4 separate regions of the Gossypium hirsutum genome follow, and all the other regions are linked to region 1. Evidence: chromatin contacts called from public Hi-C data. All regions are on one chromosome and are shown on one strand. Each heading gives the region's core, a stretch centred on a gene start, on an enhancer-like site or on the middle of the called end of the contact. The rest is flanking DNA. Distances are from core to core; before and after follow the strand shown.

Region 1 (3,049 bases), core at 144-2,643:
AACCTTTAAACTCTGAAGTTGGCAACAACTAAAGAAAAATGAAGAAAATGTAAGAATTAAAGAAAACATAAATGACTTCATAGATGATTGGAACCCAAATTTATAGATCTTCCCAACAAGATTTCATAAAGGCACCGTTTTGGGCTCAAAGGCTATGGCCAATGGCATCTAGCCATGTACCGTGTCAAACATCTTTCATCATGGTCACTTCTCCCTAAACATAGTCAAATTTATGATGAAACTTCTAGAATGGATGCAATAACTCTTCGCTTTCCACCGGTAAGGGGAAGCATTTTTCATCTTCTTTAAATAGTTACATGGATGAATGTCTCACGAAAGGCCATTGTATAACCTCTTGTTCGATTGAAGGACTATTGTTATACCCCTTTGCTACATAGACACGTGTCAGCATGGCAAAAAACGTTGACTTTCTTTTTGACTCCATTTGAGATAGTATCTTAGTTGGCCACCCATCTAAACTTGGGGAGTTGTAACACCTTTTCATCATCAAAACCACCTGCTTTTAGGTGTGAGCACACTCTCAATTCAATAAGGAGCTTGTTTAGGCATAACTTCTTTGTATTAATCAAGTACATAATAGGATGGGCCCCACGGTGCATACCCTTCACGCCCATAAATATCCTTTAAGCATTTTGTGGGACTGAGTATTTATCTTGCCATGTCACATTTGTGGACATGAGTACCTTACCTATAAATACCCTTACAACGATGAAGAAAGAATTGACCTTTTGAAACCCTTAAGTTACTTTAAGCAAATCTCTCCTTTTTCACCTTAGTTAATCTATCCTCTTTTTTTCTTTCTGACTCTTCTCCTTTCTAGGTGAACCGACCTTCACTGATCCACCACTATGTCCTCCTTTATTGGGCCTTGTATCAACATACTATGTTCTCCTTTAAAGAAACAATAGTGTTTTTGTAATCTTCAACCATGGTGTTCATGTAAAAATGTTCATGAATTGAAATGAATTGCAACTTAGAATTTTAAATATTATTAAAAACTATTAAAAGAAAACTATTATTAAAATTTAAATTCAAATAAGTCGATTGAACTTTTAAAACTCAATCCAAATTAAATTGAATTTTTAAAAAATCGATTTTGAACAAAGTTTAACATGGCAACTCAAATCGGTGAATTGAAGGGTTGGAACTTTGCCAGCTCCGAGAACGAGGACGCTAAGGCCTGAGGTAGGCAGCCAGCGGGTTAAGTAGGCGGGAAACCGTGGTTTCTCTAATTGGCGGGAAATTCCTCAATTGACACTCAATCCACTTCAAAGCATTCAATCTCCCCATCTCCAAATCCAACGGCCACAATTTTACCAACTTTATTTCACTCTCAATTTTATTTTGCGCCCCATAACTTCCCTTACAAATAAATACTCGGCCTTTTCCTTACTCTTTCTCTTTCCTTTCACTGAACGAAAAATAGAAGACAAAGAGAAAGAAGAAACCCTCGATCTGTCAAAGTGATGGCGAAATCGTCGAAGCCGGCGTCGTCTGATGAACCCCTATCCAATGGCTCCGATTCTTCTGAAGATGAGCGAATCAACGACCGGATGGAGGAAGACGACGACGACGACGAAGAGCTCGAAGCCGTTGCACGCTCCGACGCCGCTTCCGACGAAGACGATGAACCCGTCCCTGAAGAAATCGCCGATGAGGTCTTTTACTATTTGCCCCCTCTTATCAACTTCTTTATCTTGCTTTCAAAAATTTTTCCTTTTGGTTGTTGTTTATAGTTAGGGTTTGCTAATGATTGAAAAACTTTACTTTTAAGCTTTTAGTTTTTACACTCTAGAATGAATTATGCTCCTAGGGAAGCTTAATTTCAACTTTAATGTTCCTATCTAAATTAAATGATTTTTTTTTTGTAGGACGAGTCTAACGGTGATGATCCAGAAGTTAGTAAGCGTGAAAAGGAAAGGTTAAAAGAAATGCAGAAGCTAAAGAAGCAGAAGGTTCAGGAAATATTGGACGCTCAGAATGCTGCCATTGATGCCGATATGGTGTGTATTCTATAGAAAAGTTCACATTCAGTTATTTTAAGTATAATTGATGGTTCTTTAATGCTTGATTTGTGGCAGAATAATAGGGGGAAGGGGCGTTTGAAGTATCTTTTGCAGCAAACAGAGTTGTTTGCTCATTTTGCTAAAGGTGACCAATCTTCATCACAAAAAAAGGTGAAAGGAAGGTACACTCTATATACTGCAAAATATGTTGAAATCCGCAATTTATCTTTTTTTGTGTTGTTTTTATGATATTGCTGGTTGTAAACAATGCATTTTTTTTTATCATTTGGCTACTATGATTTTCATTGTTTTTTTTTTTTTTGGGAACTACTTTATATTAAAATTGTTTTGACTTAGACATTCTCTAGTAATGGTTTCCTCCAATTGTTTAATATAGGGGCCGTCATGCTTCAAAAGTAACTGAAGAGGAAGAAGATGAAGAGTGTTTGAAGGAGGAAGAAGATGGTTTGTCTGGAAATACACGGTTGGTGACTCAGCCTTCTTGTAAGTTCTTTCTCTCTTGCTCACCTAGACCTATCAGTTGGAGAAATCAGTTCAACGTTTTTCATTTCTCCATCTCTGTATCTCTAGGTATTCAGGGAAAGATGAGGGACTACCAACTTGCTGGTTTAAATTGGCTTATACGACTGTATGAGAATGGTATCAATGGAATTCTAGCAGATGAAATGGTATGTGGTGTAGCTGTGACTTTAGAGATTGTTTACTGTTTAAGTTCTTTGTCAAGTCTCAATTCTACGGTCAGAACAAGCAGAGATGTCACTGGCTGATGTTTGTTCACTAAATGTTTGAATGCAGGGATTGGGAAAAACTTTGCAAACCATCTCCTTAATGGGCTATCTGCATGAATACCGCGGGATTACTGGCCCTCATATGGTTGTTGCTCCAAAATCAACTCTTGGTAACTGGATGAATGAAATTCGTCGGTTTTGCCCAGTCTTGCGAGCTGTAAAGTTTCTTGGGAATCCTGAGGAACGAGTAAGTTGCTTGATGCATGCTTTTCT
Region 2 (3,393 bases), core at 640-3,139, 160 kb before region 1:
TTTTATATGAGCATGCTAGGAAAGGTATAGGATTATATGAGCATGCTGGGAAGGGCTGGTACATGCATGTTACATGATTGTTGGCTCAACTTTGTTTTGATATTTGAGATTGTGAGGGTTTGGTCCTTGGCCATCAGAGCTATGAGTTAAGCAATCTACCAACAGACGACATGACCATTGGCTTGACTTGGTTTTTGATATTTGAGATTTTTGGGTTTTGATGCTTGGCTGTTAAACTATGATTCAAGCAATCTACCGACAGATAACATGATTGTTAGCTCAATTTGTTTTTATATATTTGAGGTTGTGTGGATTTGATCCTTATCCATTAGAATTATGAGTCGAGTATACCATGAACCTGCTAAATGATTTCTATCTCAACTTACTTTTTGATATTTTAGATAATCAGGGTTCGATCATTGGTCATTAGAAGTATGGGTCTAGTTCTCCGAAAACCACATGATTGCCGGCCATTGAGCTCAACTTGGTTGTTGACTTATTGAAGCTAAATATGTTGTGTGTTCAGACCAGTAGTCAGTAATTGCATCAGCTAAATACAACCATGAAAAATATATAAATATGGTTATGATGTAATGCATTTTAATAACTTGTGAATGTTCACAATCGATTATTTGGTTTGACAGGCTGTATCTTTTGTGTTGATAGCCAGATATTAATTGCCTTTTTATTAGCTGTCAGAAGTGTCTTTCCTCTGTAAAATAGTAATAGTTTTCCGTTCCCTGCAGGTGCGCTCTTATCAGGTAGCGTTGAAAGTATTTAAAACGGAAGACGCCTTTTCTTTACTTAGTTGAAGCAGATAAATTCTCCATATTGTCCACACGTCATTGTGTTATCTGGTGCAGAATAATGAACTTGGTCAGACTTCTGAAAGCAGTTTGTGCCCGCCCCTCCATTCGTGAAATAATGGGGCCTTTGCAGGTCCAGGCATTTCAGCATGATTTCGTTCCTAGAGATCCCAATGCTAAGTCTAAAAGGTTCAAATACCCTCAAGTTTATGATCCATATGGCCCAAGGCCTCCACCGTCTGATAAGGTTGTTGAACTGGTAGAGCGAATAGCATTATATTCTGTAGTTTAGGACTTGGTGTTGTCTTTATTGGTTCGATAGACAAGCATAAAGGCTGTAATTATTCTAACATGCGGAAAGTTTGTGATGGAGTAGAGGAAAGCATTCACTATTGTAGTTTTCCTCAATAAGAAGGAAAGGTATTCTTCATCTTTGTTGTAAGGAAAGCATCCACTATTGTAGTTTTCCTCAATAAGAAGGAAAGGTATTCTTCATCTTTGTTGTAATTATTCATCAGTGACTTATTGATCAATGCTATTTGTTCCAAAAGTTTTCTGGTTGGAATTATGTGGACATTTTATTATCTTAATTATAACTTGCTCAAAGCCTGCAGGTTTATCTTCTATCAAGAGACTATTATTGTTTGAAGTTGGAGTTTGAACATGGAAATGGGCAGGTTTGTTTTGGTTATGAAGAAATGGCTGCATAATTGGAGATGGACTTTCAAAATCTGGTTCTAATTGATCTGAAGCATACATTTCATGTCTTCTTTTTGCAATGGCATTCTAAGGATGCCTTTTTTTTCTTATTCCTAGAATGCTTATAAGTTATGACTCTTTTCGTGTACCAGAATACAGTGAGAAATATGTCAAGCCTGAAGATATTGTAGGAGCAGAAGAAGTGAAGTCAAGTGACGAAAAACTGAGTGAAGATGAATATGCTGCCTCGGAGGATGAGGAAATCACCGGAAAAATAGATCTTTAGGCACATATTACGCCCTGCATACTCGCTATGAAAATTATCTTGTATTGTACATGATGTTCAGCTCCAAGAAAATTCGAACACAACAGAACCGGGGAATATGTGGAAAAATTCCTACTTACCCCTTTTTGTCATTACTTTCCATGGATGTTTGTGTAGATTAATCCATTGTTGTTCAATAATTCAAATATTTATCTACTGCTGAGACTTTAAAAAGCAATTCTCTCATATGCTCCTACTCCTTATGTGCCTGCATCAATTGTACTACCGTTTATTATGCTTTGTTAGTGTTCATTTATACATTAGTTGATCTAACTTTGGTGATGACAGCCAATGGAATTTATATCTCCCATGTGTCCAACATTTTATGGTGGAATCCATTTTGCATGGCTTTTGATTTGGTCTACAAACTTTTGGTTGGCTAGGGTAGTCTCATAGAGAAGTTAAAACATGAGTTTGTTTGATGTATAAATGTTTGATATTTTTCATATATATAAAAATGAGAATAATTATTGTTGTTGGATCAATATTTGTAATTTTGACAACTACGATCCCATGACATTATGTTATGATTTTTATTATTTTATATTTTAATAAAAAATATATTAAGAATGTTATTAAATTATATATTTTTATTTTTATTTAATTATATTTAGTAATAATTATATTAAAACATGATTAAATTATTTATTATTTTAATAATAATCTTAGTAAAATTTAATAACAATAATTATGTACTTAAAAAAATCTATTAAGGGTACTCTCGTCATTTTAGCTTTTTTTTCTATACTATTACAACATCATTCCATTCAACCAAATACAAGAATACCATTACAGTTTTATTCCATTCTATTCAACCAAACAATTGAATGACTGATTACAGCTCTATTCCATCACAGCGAACCAAACGTGCCACATTTAGATAAAATTAATAAAAATGATTTTTAAAAAATATATAAAAAAAGCATAAATAAAAAACGAAAACATATTTATTAAATGTGAAGAGCCAATGCTGTTTGAGTTAAGCTTCAACCAAAGTGAATTTTCTTATTGGCAGGTTTTTAAATCAATAATGGTGAATGAAATGGAGTCTCATCAGTTTCTAGTTGAAGCTTTAGCTTCTCTTTCCTTCTTTCTTGATTGTTTTGCTTTTAAGGTCGACTTGATTTCCAATTCTTTATATAAAAAATGTTTTAGAATTTTCTTTTTTTTTTAAAAACAGAGATTTTTCTTTTGGTTAAACTATACTCCAAATTTCTATATTTTTCGTAGATTTAAATTTTTATTTTTTTATTTTTATTTTAAGAACTTTATATTTTTATCTTTTGGTTTTCAAAATTTATTTTCAATTATTAATTTTTTTCCATTAAATTTGTTAATGTAATATTTTAAAGTTAAAAGAAACTTATATGCTAACCGTGTGACAAAAAGAATGATGTTCTTAAGAATTGAACTTATATTTTCAAATATGAAAAGTGCATGAATTCCTTAAAATAAAAGTAATAGGTTAAATTTTAAATATACAAAAAGTGCTGAAATTTGGAGTATAATTTAACCTTCTTTGTAAAACTTGGACATAATGGAAGAAGTGTTTTTTAATTTTTT
Region 3 (3,340 bases), core at 576-3,075, 230 kb before region 1:
AGAATGATCAATTTACTTTTTAATCTAACGTACAGTGATTAATTTGCCGATTTGTTGAGTAAAAGGGACAAATTGCAATCTGACTCTTAGTACAAAGACCTCTATGATTTTTTTACCTTATTCTCCCCATTGTTTAAACTGGTGATTGCAAGCTTTAATTAGGCCCAGGCATTGCTTCTGGAACTAACAATGGATATCTGAACTTGTAAAACCTCATGAATGGCTCCTCGTTGAAGCACCCCCAGGACGTCTTCATCGTCTTTCGACGATGCAAGATCTTCTAGAGAGAGACATCGGAAATGGAATTCATCCCGCATACGGAATCCATAGAACCATCTGCCGAGCTTCCACCATTTGATACAAATTTGGCGGTTTTTAATGTTGCTACTATTGAGCGCTTCCATGACATCCGAAGCCTGCTCGGTATCATTCATAATTTTTTTAGTTCTAACATGTGTAGCATTAACATATCTAGAAATACAGATTCAAAATCTATAGAGAAACCATTATCTAAAAGCAGCCACACTGGTTTAGCTTTCAGCCGCGCTTGTGACCATCTAAGAACACTAATTCCACAATGTAAACAAAACAAGCATACAAGAAAAAAATGCATGAAAAATACATAAAACATGAAAAGTTACCGGCACTTTAAGGATGTTAAGGCAGTAATGAAGTCCAACCAGGTTAAGCAAAACATTCAGCTTTGGTTTGAGCAGCAACATTTGAACATCTTTAAACCCGAACCCCATCAATTTCAGGCATTCAATCGCTTTCAGATAGTCATTGACCTGGATTGATTCGGATTGCAAACATTTTTCTACAAATTTAACAACCGAATCAGCTTGATCCTTCATCTCCTTGTGCTGCTTTATGTAAAATCCCCTCCAACCCTACCATCATTTTTAATTTTTTTTCTCAACAATTTTCATATCAATACAAACAATTGAATTTGCCTAACATATTTAATTACATGTATTTACTTCAACACTAATAGTTTCAACTTGAATGATAAACTGGAAAAGAACTCGAAACACCCATTGCAATTAAGCCAAAACCAACAATTCCAAAGCTAAATTACCATAAATAAAACTTAAAAAAGAAAAAACCTTGAAGTCGGGGTCTTTCAAGACATCTTCATATAAAAGAGGCCATCTTTGTTTAAATAAGGGTTCCCATAAACAATCGGAGCCCCATAAATCCCTCCAGACCCGAGAACAACAACTCAAGCAGGAAAGATCAGTCACCTAAAAACCAGACGACCCGGAAACCATGTTTAGATTCCACCGATACCCAGAAAGAAGAAAAGAAAGGATGGAAATGAAGAGGAAGCAAATTACCTCAAGGGAAGAAGCAATTTTGAGAGCTACATCGTTTGGGATTGAACTGTATGTATAATCAGATTCATTCATGGTTTTGTTTTTTTTTTATCGGCTAAAACTGAAAGATAAAAATTAATGATTGATAATATAATTTTATTTTTCGTATGGGAATTTGTGTTCTTCTTCAAGTGAATATTGAAGTTAAGAATCAGACAGTCTTACCTATTATTGATTCTTGTAATCAACAATATGAATGAAACAGCGTCGTTTCAGCTTTCAACTACAAGATTTGTCCCTGGGCTAATGGTCTTTTTGGGCCTAATATTTATAACACTACATATGCATATATAAAAAGGCCTTTTCAGTTCTTGGCCACAGACAGCCCATTGGACCCAGGGACTAAGAAAGAAAGTTTGAAAAGTTCAGGGGATGAAATTAATATTTATCACTATCTATGGAGAAAATGAGCAATTCTATATAATTCTTTTTCAGCTGGGGCTATCACCAATGTTATCCACCACCAATCTTCATTAGATTTTTCTTTTGGCTGGAGGAACTTTACTGACCATGAAAACCCCCAATCTCGTTCATCATTCACCTCAAATGTTCCCACATTTTCTTTCCCTTTCTCTCTTTAATTTCGAGTGACAAAGACCAGTTTCCCCAGATTTCTCTTCTTAGGTGAAAAAAAATGTCACTTTGTTTATCTTTCAATGCCTTCACTGTTCACTCACCAAAGTCCCAAACTCACAAAACACGTTTCAGTTCTCAGTTCATCAATCAAATCCAGGTAAAACCAGCTCCTTTTACTTCAAAATCAATACCCTTTAATGTAGAAAGGTTTAAACTTGTTAAAGCTTTAGCAACAAAGCCTGTTCAAACAGCTGTATCAGCTTCATTTAGAAACAAGAACCCAAAAGACATCAATGTTTTGGTGGTGGGTTCTACCGGTTATATTGGGAAATTTGTGGTGAAAGAGTTGATCAATAGAGGGTTTAATGTTATAGCCATTGCTAGGGAAAGAAGTGGGATTAGAGGCAAAAACAGCAAGGAAGATACTTTGAGTGATTTAAATGGAGCTAATGTATGTTTCTCTGATGTCACCAATTTAGACATTTTTGAGAAATCTGTGAAAAATTTAGGGTTTCCCATTGATGTTGTTGTCTCTTGTCTTGCTAGCCGTACTGGTGGTGTTAAGGATTCATGGAAAATTGATTATGAAGCTACAAAGAACAGCCTTGTTGCTGGTAAGAACTTCGGGGCTTCACATTTTGTGTTGCTATCTGCCATTTGTGTCCAAAAACCCCTCCTCGAATTCCAGCGAGCTAAGCTGAAATTTGAGGCCGAATTGATGAAAGAAGCCGAAGGAGATGACGGGTTTACTTACAGTATTGTTAGGCCAACTGCATTCTTTAAGAGTTTAGGGGGTCAAGTTGACTTAGTGAAAGATGGAAAGCCTTATGTGATGTTTGGTGATGGCAAATTATGTGCTTGTAAGCCAATTAGTGAACAAGATTTGGCTTCCTTCATTGCAGATTGTGTTTTGAAAGAGGATAAGATTAATCAGATTTTGCCGATAGGCGGTCCTGGGAAGGCATGGACACCATTGGAGCAAGGGGAGATGTTGTTTAAGCTTGTAGGGAAGGAACCAAAGTTCTTGAAAGTGCCTATTGGGATCATGGACTTTGCCATTGGGATTCTCGACTTCCTTGTTAAGATCTTCCCTTCAATGGAAGATGCCGCTGAGTTTGGTAAAATCGGAAGATATTACGCTGCCGAAAGTATGTTGATTTTGGATCCCGAAACAGGAGAATACAGTGCCGAGAAAACACCGAGCTATGGAACCGATACGTTGGAAGAGTTCTTCGCGAGAGTGCTGAGGGAAGGGATGGCTGGTCAGGAATTAGGTGAACAATCCATCTTTTGAAAGCTGATTGCTTCATTGAGTGAACCAGTTTTGTATTAGAACATGATTTGAGGTATAAGCAGCTTTCCCTAACCTTAAAAAAGATCTAAAACTA
Region 4 (3,037 bases), core at 416-2,915, 210 kb after region 1:
CAGATTCCTCAAAAACCCTATATAAACCAGTGGGTGTTGAGCATTCAAAGCACCTCACAATCTCAACAACAGCTATACATTTAGCCTCTCACTTGCAAAACCCTTCCTAACTTTTGGCATTGTTTTCCGCGTAGTATATCAAATGGAGAGAGTGACAAAGTTGGCATCCGAGAAGCCAGTGGTGATCTTCAGCAAGAGTTCGTGTTGCATGTCCCACACCATCAAAACCCTTTTCTACGACTTTGGTGTCAACCCTGCGGTTCACGAACTCGATGAGATTTCTAGAGGGCGTGAAATCGAACAAACTCTTTCGAGGCTCGGTTGCAACCCTTCTGTCCCAGCCGTCTTCATTGGTGGTGAATTCGTTGGTGGAGCTAATGAGGTCATGAGTCTTCATCTTAATCGATCCTTAATTCCAATGCTTAGAAGAGTTGGGGCACTTTGGGTTTAATCCAAAAATTAATCCACTAACTTGCATGCCAAGGCACTAATAAAATTGTGATTATTATATATTATTATATATAATCACATAAATTAGATCCATGAGAGTGTAGATTTCAGGTCTAATTAACAGTAAGCACTACTAATTAACGACTTCTCTTAGTGAGTGGGTATGTTATCTATTTGGTAATGTACTAATTATGTTTTTTTGAGTAATAAAAGTTGCGATTTACATTTACATTAGTCTTTTGTCTTTCTAACAAACGGTAAATAATCCTTTGAAATTTGAGACTTAAAAAAAAGTTTAAATTAATTTAAAATATCAAAATATTCAAAGATCGAGCCTGGCCCAACTCATTTTTCTAACTTTGCAATATATTATATTATGTTCTTTTTATATATTAGGTAATTTATAATATATAAAAAATTAAATCTATAGCTTTATATACTACTTTAATATAAACATTTAAAAAATGTTAAGATGTCTATATATAAAATTTTATAAATAAAAAATAAAAAAATATTAAATACTAAATTAAAAATAATATAAATATATTTTTTAAATTAAAATATAATAAATAAATTTAAAGTTTGGATTAATAATTTATTATATAAGTAGACTTGAAAAAATCTCAAGTTCACAACTATAAAATATATCAACATCAAGAGCATTAATATTTGTAGCGAAAACTTGTGAAAATAATACTTGGAAGTATATAAATGGGCATTTCGAAAAAGATAAATGGATTTGGGTTGCAAAATTTCTGGAGTAAATGGGCCAGGATTGATAATGTATAGAGAGAAAAAGGTACAGTGTGATGAAAAGTTGTAGCAGGCAGAGGCAGTGATGGCAGCCGCACGCAATTCCCGAGAGAGATGGATCCTTTTTAATGGAGCCCACTGCCGCTCGCCATTAAATGCCTCGAGGCTCGACCATCCAAAGCTTTACACTAAACAACAAAACTACACGTATTTTTTTAACATGGTCTCTTTATTTTTGCCATCTTTTTTGACACAGAAACTTATTCAAATTTCCCATGTTATTTCTCACTCGTCCTCAGTCACCCTCATGGAAATAGTAAAAACTGGAAAAGAAAGTGGGTAGTTGGAATGAAAGTAACTTCTTTGTTTCCATTTTAATTGTAATTTAAGTTTTTAGTACATAGTTTTAATTTTCATGGTATTAAGCTAAGTAGCTAGCTACCACTATTATCTATAGGTTGTTAGAGGGACCTTCCAAAGCAAATCTTGGCAAAGGATCTCATAAATCAAACAAAACACAACAGGACAAGACGACCCGGTACTTTGTCTCTCTCTCTCTATCATCACTATTTGCAGAAGTACAGTTCACTTCTTCAATGAAACCCCATTTGCATAATTGCACCTTCTTAGTGGTCTTTCACACTCTCAAGCTAATGCTTCAACTACTTTCTTCCTCATCTACCTTCATTTCCTCAATGGCCCATTAATTTTATTTCATTTTCCTTTTTTTTTATTCTCAAACAGCTCAAGTCCAAGTTTAAAGGTCAAACCTTTTTGTCTCAGGTTTAACATATGACCCGATTGTACTTTGTTTTTTTTAGAAAAATAAAAATAAAAAACAGAACTTTGATAAATGAAGTGTTAGGCTTTTTTGTTGTTTTAGTCTTGATGATAATGTAGCTTCATTTTTTGTGGAAATTTTAGGGCTTTATTTCCTGGTTTTTGATTGAAAGAGTTTTGCTTTGCTTTGGTGAAAATGTTTAGCTTTTCTCGTAGACGCATGAAGCTTGGCAGGTCAGTTTCTTCTTCCCATATATATCATTTTCTATTTTTTATTTAAATTTATGTTCTTTTTACCTTTTTGTCAATGAAGAAACTTGGTGGATAAAGTATGCAAACTTGATTAAATATTTCCCCAAATCCCACATCTTTTGTTTTCATGAAGAAGACCTTTTGTTGCTGAACATTGTTCACTTATTTTTAGTATATTTTTTGTTTTGATTTAGAGTGAAGAAAGTACAGCTTTCAGAGTCCGCCAATGGAATTAAAAGTCCTATGAGACCGCCCAAACAAAGCAACAATCCAAATGTGAGGCTTTTGACATGTTTGAATTTCGGTTTTGTAACAGTAGGCATGTGTATAATATATTACTCGGTCTCGGTGTGTTGGATATGGCTATCATACGTTATCGTATGGTTAGATTTTTCTATGTTTTTTCATATATTTGGAGTTCATCTCCCCATGCCTCCAATATGAGTACTTAAAGAAAATGAAGAGTCCAAGGAACATAGCGTGTATAAGTTGCTAAAGCCTTCTAATGTGTTTCAGGTTGAGTCTGCTATGCTTGCTGTTAATCATTCTGATGAACTTGAATCCCACTGTCCTCCTGCCCCTGTGATTAATTCATCAGGGAACTCCGAGAATTGGATGGTATTGTCAGTTGCTGGAGAAACGCCTGAGCCACGCTTTAATGTAATATATATATATGTCTATCGATGTTTTCCAATTGTCTGATTGCTTCATATCTTAGGGTTAATGACTTAATTCAAATTTTGTATATCGGTTATGACGGAAATGCTGAAATATTTCCGTGTTCCTTGAGTAGCATGCTGCC

What was found. A called contact is a pair of places that touch in the nucleus more often than the background predicts.
Region 2: a Hi-C map of leaf shows a contact between it and region 1, with 2.9 times the contacts expected there. The contact joins the enhancer-like site here to the promoter of LOC107913656 in region 1. A contact is called at or near these places in 16 of 34 Hi-C or Micro-C datasets (anther, callus, fibers and 4 more).
Region 3: a contact with region 1 is called in a Hi-C map of leaf, with 2.8 times the contacts expected there. The contact joins the promoter of LOC107913651 here to the promoter of LOC107913656 in region 1. A contact is called at or near these places in 4 of 34 Hi-C or Micro-C datasets (anther, hypocotyl and leaf).
Region 4: a Hi-C map of leaf shows a contact between it and region 1, with 2.7 times the contacts expected there. The contact joins the promoter of LOC107916034 here to the promoter of LOC107913656 in region 1. A contact is called at or near these places in 17 of 34 Hi-C or Micro-C datasets (anther, callus, hypocotyl and 3 more).

The regions. Positions count from the first base shown.
Region 1 is chrD10:48,699,543-48,702,591 of Gossypium_hirsutum_v2.1, forward strand. It overlaps LOC107913656 (ISWI chromatin-remodeling complex ATPase CHR11), which reads left to right and starts at 1,394. Exons shown (of 25, transcript XM_041102433.1): 1 at 1,394-1,679; 2 at 1,893-2,024; 3 at 2,103-2,209; 4 at 2,425-2,531; 5 at 2,619-2,716; 6 at 2,844-3,023. The coding sequence starts at 1,488.
Region 2 is chrD10:48,534,287-48,537,679 of Gossypium_hirsutum_v2.1, forward strand. It overlaps LOC107913653 (a long non-coding RNA gene), which reads left to right. Exons shown (of 3, transcript XR_001688596.2): 2 at 747-1,483; 3 at 1,658-2,016. Among protein-coding and RNA genes, the nearest start is that of LOC107913653, 3.5 kb to the left of the region's middle. Within about 2 kb of position 1,890, at least 1 of the 9 cell types and tissues checked has an H3K27ac peak or open chromatin away from gene starts, as enhancers often do.
Region 3 is chrD10:48,465,501-48,468,840 of Gossypium_hirsutum_v2.1, forward strand. It overlaps LOC107913651 (divinyl chlorophyllide a 8-vinyl-reductase, chloroplastic), which reads left to right and starts at 1,826. Exons shown (of 1, transcript XM_016842302.2): 1 at 1,826-3,340. The coding sequence starts at 2,011. The coding sequence ends at 3,246. It overlaps LOC107913648, which reads right to left and starts at 1,565. Exons shown (of 4, transcript XM_016842298.2): 1 at 1,338-1,565; 2 at 1,107-1,244; 3 at 642-890; 4 at 1-416. The coding sequence starts at 1,409. The coding sequence ends at 159.
Region 4 is chrD10:48,905,566-48,908,602 of Gossypium_hirsutum_v2.1, forward strand. It overlaps LOC107916034 (acyl-CoA-binding domain-containing protein 6), which reads left to right and starts at 1,666. Exons shown (of 16, transcript XM_041102437.1): 1 at 1,666-1,741; 2 at 2,128-2,217; 3 at 2,430-2,511; 4 at 2,752-2,895; 5 at 3,029-3,037. The coding sequence starts at 2,180. LOC107915907 (monothiol glutaredoxin-S2) reads left to right here and starts at 37. Exons shown (of 1, transcript XM_016845095.2): 1 at 37-679. The coding sequence starts at 143. The coding sequence ends at 451.